Regions from separate parts of the Mus musculus genome. Here all the other regions are linked to region 2. The links are chromatin contacts, called in public promoter capture Hi-C maps. All regions are on one chromosome and are shown on one strand. Each heading gives the region's core, a stretch centred on a gene start, on an enhancer-like site or on the middle of the called end of the contact. The rest is flanking DNA. Distances are from core to core; before and after follow the strand shown.

The links. Promoter capture Hi-C pulls out the DNA fragments that hold promoters and counts their contacts. Capture Hi-C pulls out chosen DNA fragments and counts their contacts.
Region 1: a contact with region 2 is called in a promoter capture Hi-C map of pancreatic islet. The contact joins the promoter of Nectin1 here to the promoter of Grik4 in region 2. A contact is called at or near these places in 3 of 39 promoter capture datasets (liver and stem cell-derived epiblast-like cells) and 1 of 9 other capture datasets (pancreatic islet).
Region 3: a promoter capture Hi-C map of hippocampal neurons shows a contact between it and region 2, with 2.1 times the contacts expected there. The contact joins the enhancer-like site here to the promoter of Grik4 in region 2. A contact is called at or near these places in 5 of 39 promoter capture datasets (the 3T3-L1 cell line, the C10 cell line, frontonasal cranial neural crest and 2 more) and 1 of 115 datasets of contacts at active chromatin or transcription factors (embryonic stem cells).
Region 4: a promoter capture Hi-C map of stem cell-derived epiblast-like cells shows a contact between it and region 2, with 4 times the contacts expected there. The contact joins the enhancer-like site here to the promoter of Grik4 in region 2. A contact is called at or near these places in 12 of 39 promoter capture datasets (3T3-L1-derived adipocytes, the C10 cell line, the SN4741 cell line and 8 more), 1 of 484 Hi-C or Micro-C datasets (embryonic fibroblasts) and 15 of 115 datasets of contacts at active chromatin or transcription factors (VIP interneurons, craniofacial prominence, differentiating embryonic stem cells and 9 more).

The regions. Positions count from the first base shown.
Region 1 is chr9:43,742,575-43,745,274 of GRCm38.p6, forward strand. Nectin1 (nectin cell adhesion molecule 1) reads left to right here and starts at 1,380. Exons shown (of 6, transcript NM_021424.3): 1 at 1,380-2,148. The coding sequence starts at 2,070. All of the region lies in intron 3 of Gm46108 (a long non-coding RNA gene), which reads right to left.
Region 2 is chr9:42,942,993-42,945,692 of GRCm38.p6, forward strand. Grik4 (glutamate receptor, ionotropic, kainate 4) reads right to left here and starts at 1,379. Exons shown (of 21, transcript NM_175481.5): 1 at 1,335-1,379.
Region 3 is chr9:42,182,199-42,185,011 of GRCm38.p6, forward strand. 4930546K05Rik (RIKEN cDNA 4930546K05 gene) reads right to left here. Exons shown (of 7, transcript NR_040754.1): 7 at 40-1,736. Among named protein-coding and RNA genes, the nearest start is that of Gm36390, 8.3 kb to the right of the region's middle. Within about 2 kb of position 1,548, at least 79 of the 459 cell types and tissues checked have an H3K27ac peak or open chromatin away from gene starts, as enhancers often do. A contact at or near this core is called in hippocampal neurons, where this site is marked.
Region 4 is chr9:42,425,529-42,428,250 of GRCm38.p6, forward strand. All of the region lies in intron 7 of Tbcel (tubulin folding cofactor E-like), which reads right to left. Among named protein-coding and RNA genes, the nearest start is that of Tecta, 27 kb to the left of the region's middle. Within about 2 kb of position 1,308, at least 20 of the 459 cell types and tissues checked have an H3K27ac peak or open chromatin away from gene starts, as enhancers often do.

The DNA.
Region 1 (2,700 bases), core at 130-2,629, 800 kb after region 2:
AATGCCGTGCTGCGGTGAGTGATTCTATAGAACTTCTGTTTCTGTGTCTCCCCCCCCCCCCCATCCCCACTAGACCCCGCTCCTGTGGGGCAAGGACCAACTATGAGACCACACAATGCATTCCCAAGTCAGGCGGTAGTGTGGTAGACAGTTTGTCCTGAGTTACACGGGTGAAGCATAAAAGGATACAGAGAGCATTCCTTTTGAGTGGAGTGACTTCTTTAGCAGGCTGAGCCCGTGGGCCCAAGAGTGGGAAACTGTCCCTCTCTTCCATTGTCCTGCCCCTCCCATTCTCCGAAAGGAAAATTTACATTTTATCAGAATTTGGCGCTACCCCAAGCCTCTGTGCCCTTGGGGCTGGGCTAAGGGCAAAGGGCAAAGTGGGTGTGGTCTGCTCAGCCCCGAACGAGGGAGTTCTGTTCTCTTGACTGGGAAACCCTGTCTGTCTGCCTCTCCTAGTCCAAGGATGGGGACAGAAGGTCCAGGCTTCAGGCTGCTAAGGGCCCCTCGGGCTCAGTCACCTTGGCAAGAAGCCACCCGGATGTGGTGGGTGGCGAACAGGATGGGGCGGAGAGTCCTGGCCGTTCTGGGACACCGACTGGATGGGCCACTTTCGCGGGAATCCCGCAAACCACTCAGAAACGAGGTGAAGGCAATGGGAGCCCACTTGGTTTGTCGCTCTTTGGGGAAAGCAGAATGCTTCGATTTCGGGACAAGGACCCCCTGAAGGCAATAAGGATTAAAGAAGACCCACTAGAAACCTGAGTGCCCTGATCTCTCACCCACTAATGTCTTGTCTTGCCTCAACTCTTCACAGCTTTCGCGGTTGGTCCTCCGCAAAGCTGTTTCCGTCTGGTGTCCAGATCTTGGGGAGCAGAAGCTTTGGCAACAGTTCTAGCCTGTGCTCTGCTTCTTTCTGCCACTCTCCATGCCCTCCTCTGGGCCTTTGTTTCCTCATCTGCGAAATGGTCCCAGGGTCGGACCAGAGAGTCAGAAAAGCCCTCGGAGCTCGGACAATGCCAGATCCAGCGTTCACACGGATCCCTACGGCAGCCCCCCTCCTCATCTTAACTCCACCCCTACCGAGCAGCTTCTCCCCCTTGCCGGCCGCTAGGGGTCACTGCCTCCCTTTGTCAGCGACCGAGGAGGGCAGCCCGCCCTCCGGCCCTTTCCACGACCGAACGGCGACCCAAGGGGCATCTTGCTAGCTTGGGGCCCTGAGCCGAACCCCACGGCCACGCTCGCAGCCACAGCTGCTTAGGACTGGGAGGTGCGGCCGCGCGGGCGGAGGCCGGGCCAGGGCTGGGCCGGGCGCGTGGGAGCCAGGAGGGGGTTAATGCTAACCCCTCCCCCCGGGCTGACATCACGGGAGAGCGGGTGAGAGGCTGGATCGGCGAGTGAGAGAAAGAGAGGGAGAGGAGAGAGCGCGGCTCGCCTCGGCACCGGGGCAGCTCCACATTGTTGCGGATCGCCCGCACCGAGCGCAGCGGCCGCGGTGGGGACCCGTGGCGCACCCGGCTCGCTCCCCTCGGTCCTCCGAGACCGTGCAGCCCCGAGCCCCGCGGGCAGCTGGCCGCCCTAGCCGCACACCACCGCCTGGGCCCCGAGCCCTCCGCACCGCCCGGCCACCCTCGGAGAACAGCCGGCCATGGACGCCTGCAAGTTGGAGCCGAGCGGGAGGGTGTGAGCGCGCCCAGGGCCGGGAGCCTGCGCCGCGCTAGCCCGGTAGCCGGGCGCGCCGGGGGTGGGTCCCTCTCCCCAGCCGGGCTTTGCGTGGAAGAAGAGGGCGGGGACCGGGGCGAGGAGAAGAGCGGAGGAGGCGAAGGGGGCATGACTCGTGCAACTTACTGCGGGCATCTGCCGAGGCTCTGAGCCGGCGGCAGCCGGGGACCGGATTGCGGCCGCGCGGATCCCACCCAGCCCACCCCGCCCCGACCGACGGCTGCGGCTGACCTGGATCCTCCGAGCGCCCGCCAACCGCCAGCGATCCGCCCTCGTCTTCCAGACTGGTTTCTGGAGCGCGAGGAGCGCCCTCCTGGCAGCCCCTTTCGCCGGACCCCCACCCCCCGATGGCTCGGATGGGGCTTGCGGGCGCCGCTGGACGCTGGTGGGGACTCGCTCTCGGCTTGACCGCCTTCTTCCTCCCAGGTAAGGCGATTGCCTCTGCCTCCCTCCATAGCCCCCCACCCAACCAGAACCTCCCCGGGACTTGGAGCTGGATGATGGGCAAGGCTACGGGTTGTAGGGAGCGAACGGAGCCAGAAAAGTTGGGTCACGCTTGGATAAGGGGGGGCAGGAGGTGGCACCGTGGAGAAAGGGGTTGAGAAGCCCAACAGCCTGCCCTGCAGGGTAGCAATCGGATGCACGTCTCTATGTAGCAAGAAAGCACTTTCTCCGCTCAGTTCTTCACAAAAATAATAATATGTAATAGGGTTCTATTTATTTAATAACCAGTTCTCAGCTCGAGAAGCAGTTTGGAAACACTGCGTGTTACATAAATGCAAAATAATCACCGTAATCACGGGCTTGGGGTATGAGACAACAGCCCCAGGGGGAGGGCGTCAGTCTCCTAGCTGGTGGGCTGTGGGCTAGGAGAGTGGCGGGGGTTGGGGGCGACTTCATTTCTTTTGGCGGCCTCTTGTCAGATGGTTTCGGGCTCATGGGGGCCCCCTCCTGCCCCACATCGCCCCACAGCGGGCG
Region 2 (2,700 bases), core at 129-2,628:
CACCAGACGACCCACTGGAGCCAAAAAGAAGATAGTTCTCTTTGTCCCTGGCAGGGCTCAGATCCTCTTGGCCAACCCTCAGCCCTCCTGCCCTGGTCTCAAGAGATACCTACTTGTCAGGCACAGTGGCCAGGCCCAGCCAGAGTTCCCCTCCTCTTTCCAGACAGCCCAGGCCCCTGGGAGACATGCCCAGAAGAGCCACTGGAGGGAGGCAGGGAGGTGGCACCGCGTGGCATCACCAGACAACAGCACCAAGAGGAAGATGGCAGCATCAAGTACAGATGCCAAGAACCACACAGCCCAAGGTCCAAGAGGGGACCAGCTCAGCCTGCATAGCCTGGCTACAGCCAGGCAACCTGGCCCGCGTGCCTTGTCTATCCCTTTGGTCGCGCCTCCCCCAACCCCAAAGCCCTGGGCCAACTCTCCCCAGGCTCCACCTCCTCCCTCACTTTCCTCAGCTCCAGGGAGCCCAGGGAGGGAGGCACAGGTGCTCTTGGCGCCTTGGACAAACCCCCTGTCCCAGCCGTCACCAGGGCGCCTTCCACCCCAAGCTGGGTCGGAACCACTCCGGCTCTGCCCGGTCCTCACTAAAGAACATCTCCTTAGCTCCCCTCCCCCTCCACTGATCCCCTTCCCCCTCCAGCGCCCAATGCAGGTCTCCAGAGTTTTTCCCTTACTTCCCACTCGGGTGAACTAGGGTGGGATGGCTAAGAGGCCCATTAGTCGCAAGAAGGAGGGTCATTTCTGATAGGACGCTGGCTTGGCCCAAAGCAAGACGGCGTGCAGGGTTGGGGGTGTGGTGGTGGCCGGAGTCCAGGGCCCGAGCAGGGGTGGTCAAGACAGATGGCAAAGAGGGAAGGGAGAAGGGGGCTCAGAAGCCGGGCTGGTCTGATGGAAGACTGTGGCGGGCAAGAGCGGCCCGTAGGAGAAGCCGAGGGTGACGAGGCGGGGTAGAATCGCCAGTGTCGGGAAGGGGCCGTCATCCCTGCAGGGGGCAGAGGCTGGGCTGGGAGTTGGACTGGGAAGAGGGAGGATCACAGAAGGAGGATCGGAGCGGAGGAGAGGAGGCGCAGGGGGAAGCAGGCAGGGATGGAGACTAGGGGAAGTACGGGGCAAGGTGGCGGGGGCTCAGCGGAGAATCCGGGGTCGCAGGCATCAGAGTGCAGGGGACTGGGCAGCTGGAGGCGGGAGCGGGGCCAGGCAGGGTGCGGGCCGCGGCCCGGAGGGAGCTAGCGGCGGAGACGTCAGAAGTCGGGGTGCGGCGCAGCCCCGGGGGGCGCGGGGAGACAGCGTAGGGCGCCGGTCGGGGGCGGCGCGGGGGCTGCTGCCCTTACCTGGGCGGCTCCGCACTCCGGGCGCCAAGCTGGGGACCCGACGTTGCTCGGCCGGCGGCCCGGCTGTTGTTTTCCCTTTTTTTTTTTTTTTTCTTTTTTTTTTTTTCTTCCGCAGCGGCGGCGGCGGCGGCTCCAGCTCGATCCGCCAGCAGCCGAAGGCAGAGTCTGTGTCCGGCTGCGAGCGAGCCGGGAGCGGGCAGCGCGGGAGGCGCGCGGAAAGGCGCTGAGGCGCCGCCCGGCGGGCAGTGAGGGAACTGCGGCGGTCCCGCACGCGGCCGGCCGGGGAGGGGGCGTCCCTTCCGGGCCGCGGCCGCCGGAGTCTCCGCTCGCCGGCGGGGTCTTTAGCTGGGGACCCGGACCTAGGTAGCCGAGCGGCGAGGCGGGGAGGCCGGAACAGACAGAGCCAAACTTGCAGCTTCCCTGATCCGGACGATCGGGAGACGGCGGGCCGGGGATGGGGGGGCTCCGGGTGGGCGCTGCAGAGGACTGACCCCCAAGTGAGGAGCTGGGGTACACTTCACCATCCAGCGCCAAGGGGCAGCCCGCCCTGGTCCGCAGGAGTTATTAGCTTGGCCTGCTTCGGTGGGCGAAGGGCGACTCCTGGTGGCGTTTTAGGGGCCAGACCTAGGGGACGAGGCGTAGAGACTGCGGCCTCCTCGGTGGTGGCGCGGAGCTGGGTGAAGCTTTGCTTTAGCAAGGCCAGATAGACCACAATGTTTCAGGAGGCCGAAGAACCACAGCTCACGTTTGGAAGTCTACTGGTTTGTGCACACAGACCTCCTGGGAGAAGTTGTCACTTTATGCTACACATAAGGAAACCTCGGCCTAGGAAAGGTGAAAGACCTAGCCTTCACCAGGAGCTGGGGGCTGGACCAAGAGAGAACCAAGCTACTTGGTTTGAGGGATCATTTGGCCACATCATAGCAGCCTTGGGGTGGGTGGGTGGGGGGCTAGAAAAGGAGAGGGCAGAGGAGCAGGAGGCCTCAGGGGGTCAAGTGACTTCCTCAAACCGATTAGTTCCTCATTTCAAACCCAGAGTCTTAGCCGTAGACAAACCCGGAAAGCATCTAAGCCAGCCTCCCAATCGTCTCCCACTCTTCCTTCACACCTAACCACCTGCTTACCCTAAAGTCTCCACGAAGGGGCTGTTCTAGGCATTCTTGGTTGGTTCTAGGGCCTGGGAGGACAATATACACGGACTACAGGATATTTGTTGACACTCCCTATATCATGCCGGGAGGGCAGCAGAGCTGAGTTACCTGCTTGGGGGGCTGGGGGGGGTGGCGATTGTGGTTGTAAGAGCCTGTTCTCTCTCCCACCTCCTCTCCCAGACTGGACTTTATGAGTGCTCTGTTGGCACAGGACC
Region 3 (2,813 bases), core at 298-2,797, 760 kb before region 2:
TGAGTCATTCTTCAGCATCTGACACATTTCATTAATTTACTTTGATAGTGGTTTTTATTAATACTTCTAAAGATCACCTCTGCTTTTTCAAATTGCCTGCAAACATTGAACTGAACCCACTGCCGTGGTCTATCTGAATTGAGTTCACCACCCAACTCGATACCTGTAATTATAAGTATCCCTTTCGTTTTTCGTTAAGGGCTTCTATGATTGTCCCTTATATATCAGATATAACAAGATAGCCTTCATCCGTCTGACCTGAGAATTCTTGCTGTGGTGGTTTGAATAAGAATGGCTCCTACAGGCTCATGTATTTGAACGCTTAGTCATCAGGAAGTGGCACTACTTGAGAAGGTTTAGGAGGTGTGGCCTTGTTGGAGGAAGTATGTTTCTAGGGTTGGCTTTTGAGGTTTCAAAACTCAAGCAAGGCCTAGTGTGTGTCTCTCTTCCTGTTTCCTGTCTCTCTCTTCCTGTTTTCCATCTCTCTCTTCCTGTTTCCTGTGGGTCCAGAAGTAAAATTTTCAACTGCATCTGCAGCACCATGTCTACCTGCATGCCTCCATGCTCCCCATCGTGACAACAATGGACTAAACTTCTGAAACTGTTAGCCAGCCTTCATTAAATGCTTTCTTTTGTAAGAGCTGCCATGGTCATGGTGTCTCTTTACAGTAATAGAACACTGACTAAGACGCTCGTGGTACCCAGGATTCGGCATATCACAGTCCCTTCACCTATCTTGGAATTGCTATAATCACCTATGCATGAACATTCACCCTGTTCAATGGGAAGCCCATTCTCCCTGAGCCAGAACTCTGAAACAACAGAGAGGCTGAGAAGTCCCATTTTCCTTAGGTCATACCCCTCAGCGGTAGTCTGTCAGCCTCCAGCAACAAAGCTCAAAGGCTCTGACTTAAGCTAACCTTGGTAATAATGATCACCTCCACCAGGGCTCACAGCTTCAAAAGCCATAGCTGTTCTCTTCAGAAAGCTTTGAGATTCCAGTTTCTCCACAGGCTTCATAGCAATGGCCTAATTGCCTTTCAGGAAAAATAAAATGCCCACATTTCTGAGCCTCCACCCCAAGGCCCCTAGGCCTTTGCTGTTCACTCCAGCAATGTTTGGGATTGCTAGTTACCAGATCTGATATATCTTCTCCAAGCTGTTTGCTTCCAGAGAAACAGCCCAAGGGACGACAGCCAGGGTAATGGGGAAATGAAACCATCCTAAAGCTTTCAAGTTTCCGAAAGATGAGCACATTTTCTTCTATGTTGTTCCCCTCACCTGCTCCTTGTCCTCACTGCCAACACTCCCTCTGGCCCAGATTTGTTGGCAGTCCAGGCAGGAGCCGACTGCCTACCAGGCATCCTCATTAAAATGCACTGTTCTTGCTAATTACGAGCCAAGATTCTCCCACGGTGGGCCTGGTCTGGGCACTGCCATTATCTTCATAAATAGGCTCTTTACTTTGCAAACGCTGCTGTCACAGTCAGGCATTCTCAACCTGGCAAGGGCTCTGTGCATTCTTGAGTGGTGGAGGGAATGTGTCAGCAAGAGAAGGCAGAGGTATTCATGCCAAAGCAAGGCTCTGTCCTGAGTTCACCCCACTCAGTCTGGGCAGCAGGCAGCCAACACAATGGTTGAATCCGAGACTCCAGCCATGGCGGGCAGCAGCATATGGACCAGATCTTCTGGAAAAATTTATTTCCCATCATTTTCATCTTTACAGCAAAGGCAACCTAGTCAATGTAAAAAAAAAAAAATGTTTTTGAGAGCTCTGTTTTTTTTTTTAAAAAGAATGTTCCCACCCTACCCTCCCCCCCAAATTCACAAACTGGATGGCGGTGTAGGGGTGTGTTTGTGTGTGTGTGTGTGTGTGTGTGTGTGTGTGTGTGTGTGTAGGGGGGACAGATGAGTGCTTGGTCTCCCAAATATGCCATATGCAAGCTTGTCTATGAGAATTTGTTTATGTATTTAACTTCCTTTGCCTACAAAGCTCTGTGTACAGTTTTCTGTTTAGTGCTCAGCCGCCTTTTCCAGTGCTAGCTCTGTCTGAATACAGTCTGCTCTGATCCCTTCACATATGCCACCCCTTTTCTGCACCATCAGGGTGGTTCTATGTCATTTCTTAAGTAGTGCCTACTGTATAATTCTGGCTTTGTCCCCATAGCACACCTGTCACATGTAGCACACCTATGGTCTCTAATCCTTAACAATGGACCTTCAATCTCATTTTGTAATGAGAACACTGAAGCTCAGGGATGCCCCTCCCCCATCCTTCTTCTTAGCCAGGAGCAAAGTGAGGCTTGAAACCTTTAGCTGGTTGTTCATGGTAAGCCTTCGACCCTTCGACCCTATACTAGGTTACAGAGTGCTGGGGGGAGATTCTGCTCTTAGGTGCTCAGTAGAAATGAGTCAAAGAACCAGCCCCACACCATAGCCTAATTAGCTCCCTAAGACATGCTGTCAAGAAGAGCTGTATGAGAAGATAGCTCAAAGTGTCAGGGCAGAGAACATGCCTTTTTGCAAATTCACAGCTCATGAAATTTACTATTAAAAGGGCCACAGGGCCGGGAAGGTTACCGGCCTTCCCTCTAACATTGGTGCAATAATGAAGCACTCCTCAGACTCTGAGGTGCAGAGGCACTGTGGCAGGATCCTGTTAAAGTGCAGGGGGGGTGTAATGCAGGGCTGGGGCTACTCTGAGCAGCCAGACAAGAAGAGACTGCTGACAGACCATGTAAGAGCACGTGGGATCCATAGAAGCAGGAGGCTGTGAGGGTGTGAAGCCAGGTAGGGCTGGGAGTGAGAGAAAA
Region 4 (2,722 bases), core at 58-2,557, 520 kb before region 2:
GTTCATAGTAAAAATCAAAACAAAAAAAGAATTCAGAGGCTGGGAGGGAGATATGGTGGGGAAAACACACACACACACACACACACACACACACACACACACACACACACACACACATATCTTTTGAGACAGGGTTTCTCTGTGTAACAGCCCTGACTGTCCTGGAACTTGATCTGTAGACCAGGCTGGCCTAACTCAGAGACCCACCTGCCTCTATCTTCAGAGTGCTGAGATCAAAGGTGTATGCCACCACTCCTGGGTATAAAGTAAATTTTAAAGAGTAAGCCATAGTGTAAAAGATTGGCATTCAAGTTTAATACTGTTTCCAACAAAACAGAAACTGAAAAGACCATGGGAAGATATGTCATTGACACAGAAGTGTAAGCCCTACTTTCTATGTTGTTGTTGATTTTAAAGAGATACCAAAGATTTATGTACACCAGGTTTCTGACCTGAGGAGCTGGAGCAATGGCACAACAGTTATGTATACTTACGAGCTTTGCAGAGGATGTGAGTGCAAACCTGCCAAAACTCCAGCTCCAGGGGGATCGGACCAACTCTCTGGCCTCTGCGGGCACCTGCACTTGGGTGTGCACGCACACATACCTGCACTTGGGTGTGCATGCACACATACCTGCACTTGGGTGTGCACGCACACATACCTGCACTTGGGTGTGCATGCACACATACCTGCACTTGGGTGTGCATGCACACATACCTGCACTTGGGTGTGCACGCACACACACAGTTACAAAATAAAACACATCTTTAAAGGTATTCTTGCTCTGGTGACCTCCTAGAGTGAGAAAGAGGATAAGCGGTAAGGCTTAAGCACCCCATTTTTCCTGAAATAGTCTTTCTTTTTAATTAAAATAAAATAATGTGAAAAATAAACTCATTAGCTATAAATACAGGAAAATAGTATCTTATTATTCTTATTAATTTTTTTCATTTTTAAAAATTAAACAAACAAGACAACAACAACAAAAAGGCAAAGCTGGCTACTTGTTCTGGCCAAGGCTAAAGTTCAGAGAAGAAAGACAGTGTCTCCAAGACCAGAAGCACTTGGGGGGCCTCACTGTGCCTCTTCTTTGAAATCCTCCTCTGTATCTGCTTTAGAGATTAGGAAGGCAGCTACCTCCTGCTGGGCCGAGGCTGAGAAAGAGGCAAGAAGTCAGAAGCAAGGCCTGGGTGACTGGCATGACAAAGCCTGCAGGTCACAGGGAAAGCTAACATTTCAGAGGGTCTCCGAGGAGCTGGGAGGAGAAAGCCCCTTTTGTCTCCCATCAGACTCCCAGATGAATGTGAGCAGTGCTGTGTCACCACCCTGACAGAGGATGATGGAGCTTGGCAATGCCGAGAACCCCAGGAGACCTGTGTCCAGGCGAAGAATGCTCTTCACAACAGCAGGTCCTCTGTGTGGAAGGAATATGAGGGAAGGGACACAGTGCGCTAGGATTCCTCCAGTGTTGGAGACAAAACGGGCCTTCATTGGGGTGGTGTCCAAATACAGCCTGCTGCCCTGCCTCACAATCACAGGAGATACAATCAACTCAGCTAAGAAGAGCCATGAGTCTCTAGCAGGAAAAGCCACTCTCCATACTTCACAAAGCATGCCGTTGGTGACACTAAGCAAGCACTCGAGGAACTGGGCGCCTAATCCTTGACATTCTAAAGAAGCTGTCCCAAGAGCTCAAGCATCCCTCAGGACACAGCTTTGGGGAGAGTGAAAGCAAAGCAAAGCTTAAGGAAGCTTTACCCCTGGTCTCTGACAGCAGCACTCCTCTGTCCACTGGTCCATCGGCACTGTCCTCTGGAACCATGGCTCTTATAACTCGTTTGATAAAGTTTGAAATTTTAAGGTCTCAAGAAAGGGACACCTCAAATCAGCTAGGTCACTCACTGCGCTCAAAATCAAGAAGCCACTGAACCCCCAAAGATACAATCAGGTTGAGATCCTAGAGGAACTTGCTTCCTTTTGTTTTTTCTCTCTTTAAAATTAAACAGGACTACATATTAGCTCAGCGCTAAAGAAGCAATTTACATCCAATCTCTCAGAGGAGATGGAGAGAGAAAGCAAAGGCAAGATGAAGGGAAACTCATAAACAGAAGCAGTGTGATTGGCATCAGTTAAGGGCAAAGCAGTAATGACACATGTGCTGGGCTTTAAGTGTGGAGGCTCCCGCCATCCTGAAAGATGGTTGCGTTGCCCTAGAGGGATCGTGACTGTAAATACTCAAAAACAAGCAGAAATGCGCAATGTGTTTCCCCAGGACTAAATTCTATAATTTAGCCCAAAGCAGGCATCCTCTTTCAGTGTCTAGAGTCAGCCTTGTTTCCTATAGTCTCAATGAGCAATTTGCTCTCCAGGTCTCTCTCAGGCCCTCCTTATAACCAGAACCCAAGCCCACCCTTTGAAATCCCCACAGCCCCCCATCAAACTTCCAGCAATTTCCTACCACAGTAAGAAAGAACAGCAAGTGCCACAGCCATGCTGTCTCCTCTCTTACCTCCACTACTTCCATTCAGAATAACCCCCTCACCTTGACCAGGCTAGCACAAATGCTTTCTAGGATAGGGCGGCCCTTTGCCTGACCTAACCGGCTTCCTCATGAGCACAGTCATATACTGAGCAGTGCTACACTGCCAGGCAACGTCTGGATCCTGGGGAGGAAGGAAGGCCCCGAACAGGAAACACTGCTGTTCCACCCAGCAGACAGTA